2 separate regions of the Pan troglodytes genome follow, and region 1 is linked to region 2. Evidence: chromatin contacts called from public Hi-C data. All regions are on one chromosome and are shown on one strand. Each heading gives the region's core, a stretch centred on a gene start, on an enhancer-like site or on the middle of the called end of the contact. The rest is flanking DNA. Distances are from core to core; before and after follow the strand shown.

The links. Hi-C and Micro-C count contacts between places; a contact is called where the count stands out from the background.
Region 1: a contact with region 2 is called in a Hi-C map of stem cell-derived neural progenitor cells, with 5 times the contacts expected there. The contact joins the promoter of RAB24 here to the enhancer-like site in region 2. A contact is called at or near these places in 2 of 7 Hi-C or Micro-C datasets (blood and stem cell-derived neural progenitor cells) and 1 of 1 datasets of contacts at active chromatin or transcription factors (stem cell-derived excitatory neurons).

What each region holds. Positions count from the first base shown.
Region 1 is chr4:174,922,989-174,927,837 of NHGRI_mPanTro3-v2.0_pri, reverse strand. RAB24 (RAB24, member RAS oncogene family) reads left to right here and starts at 1,460. Exons shown (of 9, transcript XM_009450225.5): 1 at 1,460-1,810; 2 at 1,897-2,045; 3 at 2,140-2,208; 4 at 2,387-2,465; 5 at 2,572-2,639; 6 at 2,720-2,819; 7 at 3,038-3,088; 8 at 3,229-3,291; 9 at 3,409-3,766. The coding sequence starts at 1,929. The coding sequence ends at 3,473. PRELID1 (PRELI domain containing 1) reads right to left here and starts at 1,421. Exons shown (of 5, transcript NM_001251903.3): 1 at 1,140-1,421; 2 at 368-593. The coding sequence starts at 1,231.
Region 2 is chr4:174,734,623-174,739,465 of NHGRI_mPanTro3-v2.0_pri, reverse strand. No RefSeq gene overlaps it. Among named protein-coding and RNA genes, the nearest start is that of NSD1, 15 kb to the left of the region's middle. Within about 2 kb of position 2,300, at least 12 of the 24 cell types and tissues checked have an H3K27ac peak or open chromatin away from gene starts, as enhancers often do.

The DNA.
Region 1 (4,849 bases), core at 211-2,710, 190 kb before region 2:
AAACAGAAAAAAAAAAAAGAAAAGCGCTGCCTCCGCCACTCAGCATCACTCCTGTGAGTCCAACATATATCTGTGCCATAGATGCCAGATGGGAGCGCTTTGCATTTAGAACTTAGGACAACTCCGTAAGATAGGTACCCCTCCCCCACTGTATGAATGAGTCAAAAGACAGGTCCAGAGAGGATGACCAGCTGAAAAGAAGAAAACCTGAGGTCATACTCTACAGCTGTCAACCCTCAGTAACCCAGACCTGCCTCCGGCCACAAAAGCTGCCTTATGGCTCTCTAGCCACATGTATCTGAGGAGCTCTCTATCTCGGGGGGAGGGGAGAGGGGGAGGTGCAGAATCACCACAGGAGGTGTCTCACCATCAGCCGGGCGTGGTTGATGTTCCAGGTGAAGGTAGTCATGGTCTGATTCTGTGGGTCCACAATAGAGTCCTCCAGGATGTACACCGAGTGAGCAACATTGGCAGGAAATAGTCGCTCGGCCCAGCGTGGCATCCTGTTGGTCTTGGTCAGGAGTCGCCGGGACAGCAGTTTCTGGTCAGGGGTCACCTCCCGGTGTACTATGTCTTCCGTCAAGACATGTTTGCTGCAGGTGTCAGGGTGAAGGTGACCCTCAGAAGCTTGCCCCTAAGAGACTGCCCGAGGGGATTCCCATTTGGAGGCTCCGGGCCTAGAGAGGCCACGCCTTCCTGTAACCTTGCAGGGTGGTATGTGCTATGGTTCAAACCAGAGTTAAGGGCCCATCCCAGGGCAAATTCCAACTCCCGCCATCTGACTGACCTGGATTCCTGCCTTCTAGCAGGAATGGACCTCATGATTTATTGCACCCCAGGAAAGCGCCACGGGCAGAGAAATAGGATTTCCAACTCCAAGATCCCTCCCAACTCCCATACTGCCGCCTCTTCTTGTCTCACCACACTGAGAAAAGAATCTTGCACTAAGGTCTCAAGTAAACCACCGCCCAGGCTCAACCTCCCTTCAGGACCTTGCAGGCCTGGCCTGGCCGCTTCCCCGATAAGGTCTACCTAGGATTCGATATCGAGTCTTCCTGGTCCCAGTACTTGGGGATTACCCATAATTCGATCTCCAGATAGCGAGATGGCGAAGTTTTGCTCTTCCAAATGCCACGTACCTATAGGGATTCGGGTACCGCTGCCAGAAGGCGGCGAACACTTGGTCCCAGGAACTCCGGAGCACGCTCTGGCCCAGGAAATACTTCACCATCGTCCCGGCCGAAGCGGGCTCAGCACCCGCGCAGCATCAGGGGTGCGGAGCCTGGGAGGCACGCGGGGGCCGGGCCGGGCCGGGGCTCGGCGCACACCCGCCGCCAGGCTCGTAGCTCAGTCACCACCGCACCGCGCCCAAGCAGCTGCCGCCGCCGCCGCCATGAGTTGTCCGGCCGCGCGCCACTTCCGGCGCAGGCGCAGCCACACAGTAGCCACCGCTTCCGGCGCCCGCGCCACGTGACCTTGCGGCCCCGCCCCCTCGCCCTCTCGCCCCCTCCCGCGGGAGTCGCGGCGCTGCGGGTAGGAGCCGGGTTGCGGGAGACCCCAGGTTCGGTTGGGATTCCCAGCCAGAACGGAGCTTAAGCCGGGCAGGCGAGCGAATGACGGAGTAGCGAGCTGCACGGCGGCGTGCTGCGCTGTTGAGGACGCTGTCCCGCGCGCTCCCAGGCCGCCCCGGGGCTTGGGGTCTTCGAAGGATAATCGGCGCCCGGGGCCGAACAGCGGGGGCACACGGGGCGCTGCCGAAGTGCAAGGCCACGGCCAGAGCTCGAGCCCGACGCGCTGTCTGGAGTCGTAGGTTGGCGCCGTTTGGGGTCGGGGTCTGAGGCTTGGGCGCTGCCTGGGCCGAGCGGAGATCGGGGTTTGCCTCCCGTCCCCGCTCAGGACCCTGACGTGGCTGAAGCGGCCCCGGGAGCATGAGCGGGCAGCGCGTGGACGTCAAGGTGGTGATGCTGGGCAAGGAGTACGTGGGCAAGACTAGCCTGGTGGAGCGCTACGTGCACGACCGCTTTCTGGTGGGGCCTTATCAGAACGTGAGTGCATCCGGAGGGGCCAGGCACGGTGGGCGGGGGAGTGGGGGGCCGGTAATCTGCACCTATGGCCCCGATCTCTTCCCTCTCGTTGCAGACCATCGGGGCCGCCTTCGTGGCCAAGGTGATGTCGGTCGGAGACCGGACTGTGACATTAGGTATTTGGGTAAGTCCCCTGGCCATCTATTCTTGGGAGACTCATTCCTGAGGAGGTGTAGGTCCTGCCTATTACTGGTTGATTTGTGGCCTCACAGACCCATTTCTCATAGACCCGTTTCCTTATCTGGAAAATAGCGGGGTCTGGAGAACGTGGCCTCAAGTTTGACTCAAGCCTTACTCTTTAGGACACAGCAGGCTCTGAGCGCTATGAGGCCATGAGTAGAATCTACTATCGGGGTGCCAAGGCTGCCATCGTCTGCTATGGTAAGGGGGGGGGGGTTTGGGTTGTCTCACAAGAAAAGATGGGTGCCAGGCTAGCCAGAGAACAGCCCTTGACCACTTGGTTGTCTCCTGCATGCCGCACACCAAGACCTCACAGACAGCAGCAGCTTTGAGCGAGCAAAGTTCTGGGTGAAGGAACTGCGCAGCCTAGAGGAGGTAGGTGAACAGACCTCACTAGAACACTAGGGGCTGGGGTTTTGTTGGCCTGTGGAGGTGACCCTTGTCTTCTGCCTCAGGGTTGCCAAATCTACTTATGTGGCACCAAGAGTGACCTGCTGGAAGAAGACCGGAGGCGTCGACGTGTGGACTTCCACGACGTCCAGGACTATGCAGACAGTAGCTGCTCCTCAGCCCTTTGGGGGGTGGGGGTGTGTGGCTGTCTGGGTGGATCAAAGAAAATAGGGACTGCCTTGGCTGCCAGGGCAAGGTGCTCTAGGAGGTCTTCCTGGCCTCCTTGAACTGTGGGGTCCAGGAGACTCCCTGAACTGCTAGCCCTCCCTTTTGTCTGTTTATCTAATTCTCAGGTATGAGGCTTTAGTCACTTCTCTTTACAGATATCAAAGCTCAGCTTTTTGAAACATCCAGCAAGACAGGCCAGAGTGTGGGTGAGTGCTGTGCTGGAGCCTCACAGCAGGAACATGCAGGGGCACCAGAGGAAGCTGAATAGGGCACAGAGGGCTGGGTCACTGGGAGATCCCAGGGCTACTGGCATTGGGCCCTCGCTGATCATCATTTTTCCTGCCAGACGAGCTCTTCCAGAAAGTGGCAGAGGATTACGTCAGTGTGGCTGCCTTCCAGGTGATGACAGGTGTGTGCTTCCCCAGCCTTTATGGAGACTTACTCTAGGCCCACAGCATCTAGCCCCTTTCCTGAGTTACCTGATCCCAACAGAATGGTGCTGAGCTGCCACCTCTCTCTTTGACAGAGGACAAGGGCGTGGATCTGGGCCAGAAGCCAAACCCCTACTTCTACAGCTGTTGTCATCACTGAGTCAGCACTCACCTGGCCTGGGGGAATTAAAGGAATTCCCCGTAAGGGCTGGACCCAGCTCCTTTCTGGGCTTGGGTAGTCAAATGTCTGAGCTACCCCAGGTCCTCATGTCAGCAGAGTGGCGCCTGCCTGTGCTGGCCCATGGAACGGAGACAGCATTGGGCTGACTGTGGGCATGAGGAGGGATAAGGGCTGATTTGGACCCCAGGCTTCTGCCCTGGACAGCACTTGTGTCTGCAGATTATTTAAGTGGCTTTTGATCTGTAAATAAAATCAATGCACTGTGAATCACACCCAGCCCCTTTCCCTGCTGTGTGGATTAGGTGTCAAGACACCTAGTTCTTTCTGGGGCCACCCGGCTGGCCTCACTGCTTATATTAAGGCTCCTCCCAACTCTCATTTTCCTTTGGAAAACAAGACTTTTTTCCCCATGGTTACCGCTGAGATACTGGGGCTGTAGTAGTACAAAAGCTCACAGTTCCTTCTGAGTGCTGAAAAGAGTACATGAGTTGCTTCGAAATAAAAGGGTCAAGCATTCCTACCTGAGACGGGTTGGTCTGACTAGCTCTACTGCATCTGTCATGTTTGGGCCCCTATGTCAGACCTGTGACTCAGGTCCTGAGCTTCCCAGTGACATCCTACAATGTGGTTAATGGTAGGAAAGTCCTAAGTTCTGTAAGCCAGAAAGGTCTAATGGATCTAGATTTGGTTCCAGTTCAGCTGCTAATTTAGAAAAGGGACTTAAATCCTCATCTTGAGTTTCTCATCTGTAAAATAAGGTGACTACTATGCAGCCCAAGGATTGTGAAGAAAGTGAAGAGTAACTCTAGTACTAAATGTTTTTCCCAATCTTCCCAAGCACTTTTTGCTGAAAGGGCAGGAAGTTCAGGACTAGGTCACAAAGGGAAGCAAACTCCCAAGTTTTCCCCAAAGAAGATCCAGATATTTCTGAGGAATCAGGTGTTAACTGTAAACAGGGCTGACACTTGCTGTTCAACCAGAAGGAAATTTATTGCAGCCCTTTCTGGTACGGAGGGTGTGGCCCCAGGCCAGGGGCTTTGCCTTAGTTTTATCCTTTGCCTCTGCTTTCCTGCCTTTATTTAGGCCTGGGCTGAGTCCTCTGCAGTGGCCAACACCTGCCTTGGAAAAATGTAAAACTTAGCCAACATGATCAGACTCACACTCAGAGAGTGCTTTGGTTCCACTTCCTTTTTAAAAACCAATTCCTCAAACTGCCCTTCCTTCATGAGTGATGGGGCCTTCCTGTGGAGGGAGACTGAAACTGAAACCAGCCACTCCCAACAGGGGAGAAAGAGGCTTGGGCAGCCCTGTGGCTGCTGAGAGGAAACACACTATTCCCATGACGTGCTTGGAGG
Region 2 (4,843 bases), core at 1,051-3,550:
GATTTCCTGACCTTGTGATCCGCCTGCCTCGGTCTCCTAAAGTGTTGGGATTACAGGCGGAGCCACCGTGCCTGGCTGTGGTGGGTCTTTAGAGTGCCCATTGCCTGAGCTGGTGTTGGAGAGGCAGCACACTGTGAAGTTATGAGCACAGACGCTGGCCCACAAGGCCTGATTTGAACCCCCAGCTCTGCCACTTAATAGTGACCTTGGGTAAGTTACCAAGAACTTCTCTGTGCCTCTGTGATCGCTCTGTAAAGTGGGATTTTCTTTTTTTTCTTCTTCTTCTTTTTCTTTTATTGAGATGGAGTCTCACTCTGTTGCTCAGGCTGGAGGGCAGTGGCACAATCTCACCGCAACCTCCACCTCCCAGGTTCAAAGGATTCTCCTGCCTCAGTCTCCTGAGTAGCTAGGATTACAGATGTGCACCACCATGCCTAGCTAATTTTTGTATTTTTAGTAGAGACGGCGTTTAGCCATGTTGGCCAGGCTGGTGATTCACCCGCCTCGGCCTCCCAAAGTGCTGGGATTGCAGGAACCACCATGCCCAGCCTAAAGTGGGATTGTTGAGAGGTAATATGTAAGTTTAGAACAGTATCTGGCACCTGGCAAGTCCTCCAATGATTGTAATCACGATTACTATTTTAGCGAGGTTCACACAAAGTTGGTGCATGGCAGCCTTCCAGCAAGATGTGTTTCAGTACCTCCCTGTTGTGTTATAAACATTCCCACCTTATTGCTGGTGTCTTTCCTGATGTAAATCCCATGGTTTCATGTCCTGTCCTACTACTGTTCCTGTATAGCTTAAATTTCCCCTTGTTAGACCAAGTGAAGGGACTGTGGGATTGGAAGACTAAAAAGTCATATGGTTACACTCTTGTTAACAAGCAGTGTACATTCTAGTAAGGGGCAGTAGGAAGAAAAAGCCTTAGTACAAGGCCGTGTGTGATGAGATTGTGAGTCCCTCTAAGGTAGGACTATCCACAATCATAAAAACTGTTACCAGCGTGTTTTGGGAGCTCACAGTGTGCCAGGTATGAGACTTTACAATCTTCACAAAGATACTGAAGTAGGTATTAGTAGTCCCATTTTCCAGAAGAGGTATCTGAGGTTCAGTGAAGTTAAACACTTGTCCTAGGTCACATGGTAAGCAAGTAATTTTTCTTTCTTTTTTTTTTTTTGAAACAGGGTCTTGCCCTGTCACCCAGGCTGGAGTGCAGTGGTGTGATCTCAGCTCACTGCTATCTCTGCCTTCTGGGCTCAAGCGATCCTCCCGCCTCAGCCTCCCGAGTATCTGGGACCACAGGCGCACGCCACCACGCTCTGCTAATTTTTGTATTTTTTGGTAGAGACGGGTTTTGCCATGTTGCCCAGGCTGGCCTCAAACTCCTGAGCTCAAGCAATCTGCCCGCCTTGGACTCCCACAGTGCTGGGATTATAGGCATGAGCCACCCGGCCCGGCATTTATTTGGGATTACAGGGGTGAGCCACCATGCCCGGCATTTATTTATTTATTTATTTATTTATTTTTGAGGCAAGGCCTCACTTTTTCGACCAGGCTGGAGCGCTGTGGCGTGATCTCGGCTCACCACAGCCTGCCCACTCTTGCTCAAGTGATCCTCCCACCTCGGCCACCGGAGTAGCTGGGACCACAGGCGCGCACCGCCATCCCCATCCCCGGGTAATTTTTGTTTGTTTGTTTGAGACGGAGTCTGTCGCTCAGGCCGGAGTGCAGTGGCGCCATCACCGCTCACTGCACCCTAGAAGGCCCGGGCTCAAGTGATCCCCTCACCTCGGCCTCCAGGGTAACTGGAAGTAAAGGCACGCGCCACCACGCCCGGCTAACTTTTGTATTTTTTAGTGGAGACGCGGTTTCGCCATGTTGCCCAGGCTGGTCTCAAACTCCTGAGCTAAAGCAATCCGCCCGCCTAGACCTCCCAAAGTGCTGAAATTGCAGGCGTGAGCCACCGCGCCCAGCGGAGCAAGTAATTTCAACTTGGTTCTGCTTGCTTCCAAATCTCCTAACACACTACTTTGGACCAGAGGGGGTAAAAAGGACGTGGCCCCAGAAGCCAGCGAGAGAAAAAGGGGGAATTTATCAGAAGGACACAGGGTCCGGGCGTCTGGGACAGGCGGCCTCCCCAACTCCCTCGGCCGGCGGAACAGGGTAGTGGGAGACCCGGCTCCAGACTCCCGGTTCGGCGCCCGCGGCATCCAGCCGGGTGCACGTGGCCAGCACAGCCTCTGGGCCCTGCCGCACTCAGGTCGGGCTTCCGCTCCCGGCCACACGCGGGCCGCATTCCTGGGAGAACGCCTCCTATTGGTCCGTTCGGTCAGGTGGCTGCCACGGGCCAATCAGCGGCGGCTGGTGCCGTGGGCCGCGCGAAGGTCTCTGCGGTGGTGGAGCCTCAGAAAAGATCATCTTTGTACGCTGGGTTGCGCCGGCAAAGGGCAGCCAATTCCTATTAACTTTCAGCGTGTCCCAGATCTTGCTAGCGACCCCACTGGCCCTTTGTGCCTGTTTATCTGAATTCACCACCAGCCCTGCCGCAGCGCTTAGAGAACGAGACAGAGAACAACTGGGCCGGCCCTCCTCGTGGGCTTTGAGTCCCGCCCTATTGCTTCCATGGGTTTTTGTGTCCCTTTCTCCTCTCTCGCCTCTGGAGCGCCAACCCTTTCCTGTCTTCTTGCTCCTTCCCGGCAGCCCACAAACGGCCGAGAAAAATCTCAACTACCCTGCAACCAGGCTCTGCTTCTCCTTCCCTCCACTGTCCTGTCCCCTCTTCCTCATCTTCCTCCTGATCCCACTGCACCCTGGCTTCAGATCACCAGTAGTGCCGCTGTAGCCCAATCCGGTGACGTTTCACCATCTTTGCTGCTTTACTCTGAGAAGCATTTGACTCTTTACCCTACTTGAACCAACCAGGTTTCCAGGCCATCCCACTCCTACCTGAGCCCTCCTAATTCTCATAAACCCTTCTCTATGCCTCCATGTCATGGGCATGTCTCCCCTTTTCCCTGCCTGGCAAACAAAGGTGTCGCAGTGCCCCATCCCAGGCCCATTTGCTTATTATTCACCCAGTTTCCACGAGGGATCGTCATCCACTCAGCACGTGCATTCCCTAGATGCCAGCAATGCTGGGGCCTCAATCTAGCCTAGATTTGTCCCACAGCCCCAAATTCACTACCTGGGAATCTCACAGATAACTCAGGCTCAACATAAGTCATTCATTCAATAAATATGTATTAAGCTGTGTGCTTATTTATAGTAAATATCTATATCTTTATATACAGACATATTTTTTTCAGATGAAGTCTCGCTCTGTCGCTCAGGCTGGAGTGCAGTGGCGCGAAATCGGCTCACTGCAACCTGCGCCTCCCGGTTTCAAGCGATTCTCCTGCCTCAGCATCCCGAGTAGCTGGGATTACAGGCGCACGCCACCATGCCCGGCTAATTTTTGTATTTTTTAAGTAGAGACGGGGTTTCACCATGTTGGCCAGGCTGGTCTCGAACTCCTGACCTTGTGATCCGCCTACCTCGGCCTCCCAAAGTGTTGGGATTACAGGCGTGAGCCGCCGTGCCTGGCCTTTTTTTTTTTTTTTTTTTTTTTTAAGACAAATTCTCGATCTATCGCCCAGGCTGGAGGGCAGTGACCTGACCTCGGCTCACTGCAACCTCCACCTCCCGGGTTCAAGCAATTCTCCTGCCTCAGCGCCCCTAGTAGCTGGAATTACAGATGTGCGCCACCACACCCCACTAATTTTTGTATTTTTAGTAGAGAAGGGGTTTCACCATGTTGGCCAGGCTGGTCTCGAACTCTTGACCTCAAGTGATCCGCCCGCCTTGGCCTCCCAAAGTGTTGGGGTTACAGGTATGAGCCACCACGTCCGGCCAACATTAGGTGTTTTTTTTTTGTTTGTTTGTTTTTTTAAGAAAGTCACTCCATCGCCCAGGCTGGAGTGCAGTGGCGCCATCTTGGCTCACTGCAACCTCCGCCTCCCAGGTTCAAGCGATTCTCCTGTCTCAGCCTCCCTAGTAGCTAGCTGGGATTACAGGTGTGTGCCACCATGCCTGGATAATCTTTTTGTATTTTTAGTAGAGATGGGGTTTCGCCATGTTTGCCAGTCTGGTCTCAAAACTCCAGACTTCATGTGATCCGCCCGCCTCAGCCTCTCAAAGTGCTGGGATTGCAGGTGTGAGCCACCTCGCCCAGCACACAAGTTACCATTAATAAATATTTCTTTATTGCTGCATGCAAGAGCTTGTAGTGCTGTCTATTGTGACAAGCACACAGTGTGTACTTCATTACTCTGTACTGAATGCATGTAGAAAGGATGTCCGGCATAGTACACGGCACAGAGGAAGTGCTCCATCAAAGTTAGCTCACTTCCTCTTTAGAAGCTAGGAGGGCCTGGGAATTCGGTCTTGGGAGCCTTGGCTGGGATGGGGGAGGGAAACTGTGGGAACACCGAGGCGTCGTCCCTCAGACAAGCTCTTCCCCAGCGATAGGAACTATCCCAGCGCCTCACCCACAGTGCAAAAGCTACATAAGTGACCTAAACTTCAGAATTAGAAAGCAAAAGTGAAAGTCTTTGCCCTTGTCCACTCCCAGGGCAGACCTCTGATCTGTCAGCTCAGCAAAGGCAGCACTGCCCAGTGATGGGGGCGGGAGGCTGAACCAGGACTGACGGCCTAGGACAGGCAGCTGCTGCAGCTGTCCTGGGAGACGCACAGACCAGGGTTCAAAACTTGGTTGGAGGCCGCACGTGGTGGCTCACACCTGTAATCCCAGCACTTTGGGAGGCCGAGGCCGGCGGATCTTTTGAGGCCAGGAGTTCAAGACCA